Linked DNA regions of Mus musculus: region 2 is linked to region 1. A link is a contact called in public promoter capture Hi-C data. All regions are on one chromosome and are shown on one strand. The core of a region is the stretch at or near the end of the contact, and the rest is flanking DNA. Distances in the headings are between cores, read along the strand shown. Region 1 overlaps Itgam (integrin alpha M). Region 2 holds the start of Itgax (integrin alpha X).

What was found. Promoter capture Hi-C pulls out the DNA fragments that hold promoters and counts their contacts.
Region 2: a contact with region 1 is called in a promoter capture Hi-C map of macrophages, with 5 read pairs. The contact joins the promoter of Itgax here to the enhancer-like site in region 1. A contact is called at or near these places in 3 of 39 promoter capture datasets (the C10 cell line, epiblast stem cells and macrophages), 1 of 15 datasets of contacts at CTCF or cohesin (CD8 T cells), 2 of 484 Hi-C or Micro-C datasets (the G1E-ER4 cell line and bone marrow-derived macrophages), 8 of 115 datasets of contacts at active chromatin or transcription factors (CD8 T cells, the HPC-7 cell line, T-cell acute lymphoblastic leukemia and 4 more) and 3 of 9 other capture datasets (adipose tissue, liver and pancreatic islet).

The regions. Positions count from the first base shown.
Region 1 is chr7:128,088,014-128,090,713 of GRCm38.p6, reverse strand. All of the region lies in intron 12 of Itgam (integrin alpha M), which reads right to left. Among named protein-coding and RNA genes, the nearest start is that of Itgam, 27 kb to the right of the region's middle. Within about 2 kb of position 1,378, at least 63 of the 459 cell types and tissues checked have an H3K27ac peak or open chromatin away from gene starts, as enhancers often do. A contact at or near this core is called in CD8 T cells, adipose tissue, bone marrow-derived dendritic cells and 3 more, where this site is marked.
Region 2 is chr7:128,127,960-128,130,816 of GRCm38.p6, reverse strand. It overlaps Itgax (integrin alpha X), which reads right to left and starts at 1,267. Exons shown (of 30, transcript NM_021334.3): 1 at 1,161-1,267; 2 at 433-538. The coding sequence starts at 1,197.

The DNA of each region.
Region 1 (2,700 bases), core at 129-2,628:
AGAAAATATCTAATAAAAAATTTAGTACAAAAAAAAAATCATCAAAGCCAAACAAGACAGCAAGAGATAGAATGGAGCAGAGGAGATACAAAGCAGAAAACAGTGAACAGAACACAGCGGTGTGATCGAGGGACTGTGCTAACAGTGAACAGAACACAGCGGTGTGATCGAGGGACCGTGCTAACAGTGAACAGAACACGGCGGTGCCCTCCAGTGACTGTGCTAACACTACAAGTACTCTCTAACCAGATGTGAAGTGCTGAGCAGGATTGGGGTTTTTATTTTATTTTTTTTAGATTTCTTTATTTTATTTTATGTATGGGTATTTTGACTGCATATGTCTGTGTACTAACTACTATGTGGGTGCCAGGTGCCTATGGAGGTAAGAAGAGGACATTAGTTCCCCTGTAACTGGAGGTACGGATGGTGTGAACCACTGAGTGTGTGTGCTAGGAATCAAACCCAATCCTCATCAAGAACAGCGCATAGTCTTAACCGCTGAGCCAACTCTCCGGGTCTTGTTAAATGCGCTTTTAAAAATTCTATTACTGACGACCTGAATTAGACCTATAGGTGTGGATTATGAACATAGCTCCAAAGCAAAGGAGGAAGGAAAGAAGCTACTCCAAGCCAAGGATGACCACAAAGGAGAAGGGTGTTGCAGACACCTGTCAGACAATACAGGCTCATGTCCTCCCGCCTCAGTGTCATATCATAACAGAGAAGACAGTTCATCAAGAAAATCCTATGCAGCCGAACCTGGGTGGGCCAATGGTTTGGACTGAGAGTTAATCGGTAACTTTATAAAAGGCTTCCAACAAAGAGAAAGCCGTGGCTCACTGCTCTATTCCACAAAGGGTTAAAGAACATTGATTATTGGAGTGGGGGGGGGTTAAAGCCTCCTTTAGCACAGGTTAGCCTTGACTGAAACTGCAAAAAAATTCTAAATAAAGTGTTAGCGAAGTGAATCTGACAGCATGTTGTTAAAAGCTCTCCTGGGTCTGGTGGCATAGATGAGAGGTAGCGCTGTATTTGCCTAGCATTCAGGAAGCTGCCCAATATTGCAAAGGAGGGAAGAGAAGGAGAATAAGAAAAGGGGAGGTAATGAGGAAGATACAGGAAGGGAAGGAAGAAGAGAAGGTAGAGGGGAAACTGTATCACCCATAAAGCTGATATATCCCATCTCTAGGCTAAATAGCAAACATCATATGATCATTTCAAAGGGTACGCAAGAAGGCCGTTTTATAAGATTCAACAAGCCTCTATGATTAAAAAAAAAACTAAAAATAAATTGAAACTGTCTCCTGTGCGATCTGAACAACACTGTTGCTCAACACAGTATGGGAAGCCCCAAGTCGAGAAATTCAGCATGAGTCAGAAATGAGGGCGTGCAGACCGGGCAGGAGGAAGTAAGACTCACAGACATCTTCTACACTCGACAAGGAACACTGTTAGAGCACATAATTTGGCAAAGTTAAAGGATACAAAATCAACATACAGAGCAGAACATGCCTAGGAACCAGTACTGAACCATCTGGAAAAAAAAAAAAACTATAAAGGAATTAATACCATTTACAGTACCTATCAAAAAGTGATAGATTTGGGGCTGGAGTAGAACCTGTGCTGTTCTTCCAGAGGACCTGAGTTCAGTTCCCAGACCCACAGTGGACAGTTCACAACCTATAACTCTAGTTCCATGGTAACTGGTGCCCTCCGCTGCTTCATGGGCTCCTGAACACATTTACACAAACATACACAATTAACAAAAATAAGAATAAATATCTGTTTAGCAATAGGTCTAGAGATCCAGCTCAGAAGATACAGTGCTCACTTAGCCCAGTGGTGCACACCTCTAATCCCAGAACATGGAAGGTGGAGGCCAGAGGGTGAGAAGGTCAAGGGCATCCTTAGCTGCATAGAAAGTTCAACGTCAACTCACTTGAAACTGGCTCACTTGAAAGATTATCTCAAAAAAAATTTGTTTAAACCTAGGAATTATTTTAACCACAGAATGAAGGGTATTTGAAATGAAAAAATATAAAATATTGAGAATAGATTTAAAAACACAAAAAACAGGGGGATCCCATGTTTATGTATTAGAAGAATTAGTCTACTTTGAATTATAATGGCAGTTTTCATTAAAAAATATTCTCTTAAATCCTAAAATTTATAGGCAATCAAAAGAAACCCGAAATATTTAAACAATATTGAACAAAAAAGAGAAAGATGAAGGCACTCCAGTAAGAAGTACGGGTTGGCCATACCTGGGATAGGAACAGAAGCCTGTGATCATAGTGTGTGGAGAGACTGAGACAAACCAGGCCTTATAGCAAGATTCTGACTACACACACACACACACACACACACACACACAGCTGCTGTGATCCAAGCAGCATGGTATCACAATATAGATAAGCAATAAGCCAGGGGATGAATGCAGATCCCAGAAACCCACATTCTCACAGGTAACAGATTTTCAACAAAGGCACCAAGGAGAAACATAAAAATGACATCTCTCTGATAAGTGTTATCGCTTGGGAAACTATGTGCAAAAGAACAGTCCATTCTAAATGCACTGAACACCTGAATGTAATACCTAAACTATGAAATTGCTGGAAGAAAACATAAGGGAACACTTTAGGACTTGATATGAGCAGGGCTGTTTTCATGTATTCCACCCCACACTGCAGACAGCAAAGC
Region 2 (2,857 bases), core at 18-2,517, 40 kb before region 1:
CTGTGGGGAGACAGAGAGCACTGCAGTTAGGAGCCACGACAGAGAGCTGACAACCGCTGGAGAATGGAGGTTCAATTTAAATTCCAGGTAGGTAGTATTTTGTTTTGTGCTTTATTCTCTCCTAATCGAAGCCCTCCATTTCTGGCATCTAGGTATTTCATAAACATGTGTTAGACGGACAGACAATTCCTTGTAAGTGTACAATGACGTCTGAAGGAACACCCTGTGGTTTGCAGGTTGGAGAAGAGCCCAGCATTTAGTAGGCACTTGGTAAGTGCTATCTGAAGTTATCCTAAAGGCCTGTTTTCAGGAAAGCATTCATAACACAAATAAAATTGTCACATTCCATAAAGAGAAAGTATGCAGGTGATACCACTGGAGTGTGGGGCTGGGGAGGGATGGGACTCTGTACAGCTACCACCAAGTCCTCACCAGGAACTATCATACTGGAGCACACTGTGTCCGAACTCAGCACCGTCCATGTGAAAATGTGTCAGCTTCTCTGCATCCAAGTTGAAGCCAAGACAAGAAACAAACCCTGAGGAAGCGTGAGAGGCTTTAGAGCAGGTCCCCTCCCTCTTGGCCACCTTCCTGCCCGCCTCAGCTGCATCTCCCAAGCTCCTGACTCCCTTGTCTCCCTTCCACACTCAATACCCACAGAGGCCCTGGTCCTGGACTCCAGACTCATCTCTCGTCTCTCCTTCCCCTAGTTCATGAATTACTTTCCACTGTTAAATTTCAGTTCTGTCTCCACAGAGTGAGCATCAGAGTTTGAAGACACACATTTTCCCCATCTCTATCCATGGGGCTTTGATGAAGGAGAACCCAGGGAACACGGAAACCATAGGGGAATTCTAGGATCACCATGAAGTGTATGTGCTCTGCCTACTTCAGAAATCTGTGGGTTGTCAAGGCCAACCTGCCTCACTCTCAGGATCTCTTGGGTTCTCCCCGCAAATGGCCTCTTTGATATTCTCTCATTCTCCAAACTCCAGATCCAAAGCCCTTATGTCTCAGCCGTCGTCGTCGTCGTCCCCCCACCCCAACGCCAAGTCACTCTCCCTACCAAGGTCCTGATCTCTCAACCACAGCCTCCATCTCACGGGCCTGACTTACTAGGAACAAGTCCCCAGCCCCTCTTCTCTGAGGCCCAGGCTCACCCAACAGCAGAAGAAAGGCTATCCAGGTACAGCTCATGACTGGAGAACAGAAGCAGGCTCTGAGCAACTTGGAGACAGCTGCCAAGTCACCACAGAAGAAGCAAATGAGAAGAAAGGTGGTCAGGAGGCCAGAGACCAGGAGGGAAGTTGTCAGCGTGACTCAGAGGAGGTGGGGGCAAACTGAGATGAAATGGATAGAGTGGGGACCGAGGCAGCCTACACACTTCCAGGGAAGAGTTGCTCTACTTGAAACGACTTGGTGACATATTGTTCTGGTTCCCCAATTCTTGCCCGGATGGATATATGTAAACTCCCGGATTATCTGATCCCTCTCAGACTTTTGTACTGGCAGAAGTTTCCCTTGACCTTGAAGTGTGAGTCAGCCACAGGAGGAGAGAGAACAGATGACGGAGCCCTCCACTTCTGGCCTGGAAGTAGACTAAGAAGTAAGCACATGATCCATGTAGGGAGCACAGGCTGGCATTCATTCATTCATTCATTCATTCACTCATTCATTCATTCAGTGGATTAGTCATTTGCTCAACATAATCAAGAGGGGTGGTCTGAGCCTTTTGCTAGGTATAGGAGAAACATAACCCAGAGATCAGAGTAAAAGCAGATGGGTGAACACTAAAGTGGGCCCTGTGAGAAAAGAGGTACAGAGACCAACCACTAGAAGTATTACTCAGACCGAGAGGACCTCAGACTGCTTTCTGGGGGAAGTAGCACTTGAGCTGAGTCTTAAAGGCAGCCAAGGTCAAGAGAATACTAAAAACTGAATTTCAGAAGCAATGGATATGTTCATTAGGATTATCATCCCTTAAACCTTATTCTGGAAGATAACCCTGGCCCACAGCTGGCCATTAGGCCCTTTCTCCTATCAAGAACCTGCCTCTGTCAGGCACTCCAAAGAGGGGGTGGGGTAAGCATTGGATCGAAAGTTCTGGTTCTCATTCCTCTCCCAGGAAAAGTTTGATTGTTCCAGGCCGCCAGAACATCCTTGGATAGCAGCAGCCAGCAAAGAACTGGGGTGCTAAGTAGCTGGCATTTGTGACAGTACCTTTACAGTACAAATCTTCCTATGTTGACCTGCTTTAGAGGTAACACTGATGGCATCTCGTTTGGTCTAAAATGGCTAAGCATACATTTCTGTAAACATGTTTTAATGTTCAGAGTGCAACTTGGGGCTGGGACTTTAGAGAGATACTCAGGTGATATCATAGGTGAAGTTTTGTAGCTCAAGACCCACATACGCCTCAAATAATTTCCATGCTGGACTGGATTCTCTTTGGGCACTAGCCAAACTGGACACAAACTATTTTTATTAGAGGTTTTCTCCTTATTTTTCCTCATTTTGTGGAGTGACTTCTTGCTGGAGGCCTTGTTTCTCTGGCACACCATAAAGAGTTAACAGGACAGCGTGGGAGATAAGACTGCCAACAGATGAGGCTGGAGTGTTGGAAAACTGGAGAGTGAGCAGGCCACGGGACCTGGGAGTTTTGAAAGACTTTTATTTTTATCCCGCAGGCAGAAGGAAGTGTAGAGAAGTCATGAGGAATAAGATAGTCACATTCACCTTTCAGAGAACCAGGTTTGGTTGATGTCCCTGGGAGCCTGCACTTTTCTGAAGGGAAAGGAGAGAGGGGAAGTGGTAAGGAGGGACTGGGAAGTGGGGAGACTGAGGTCAGGATGTAGTA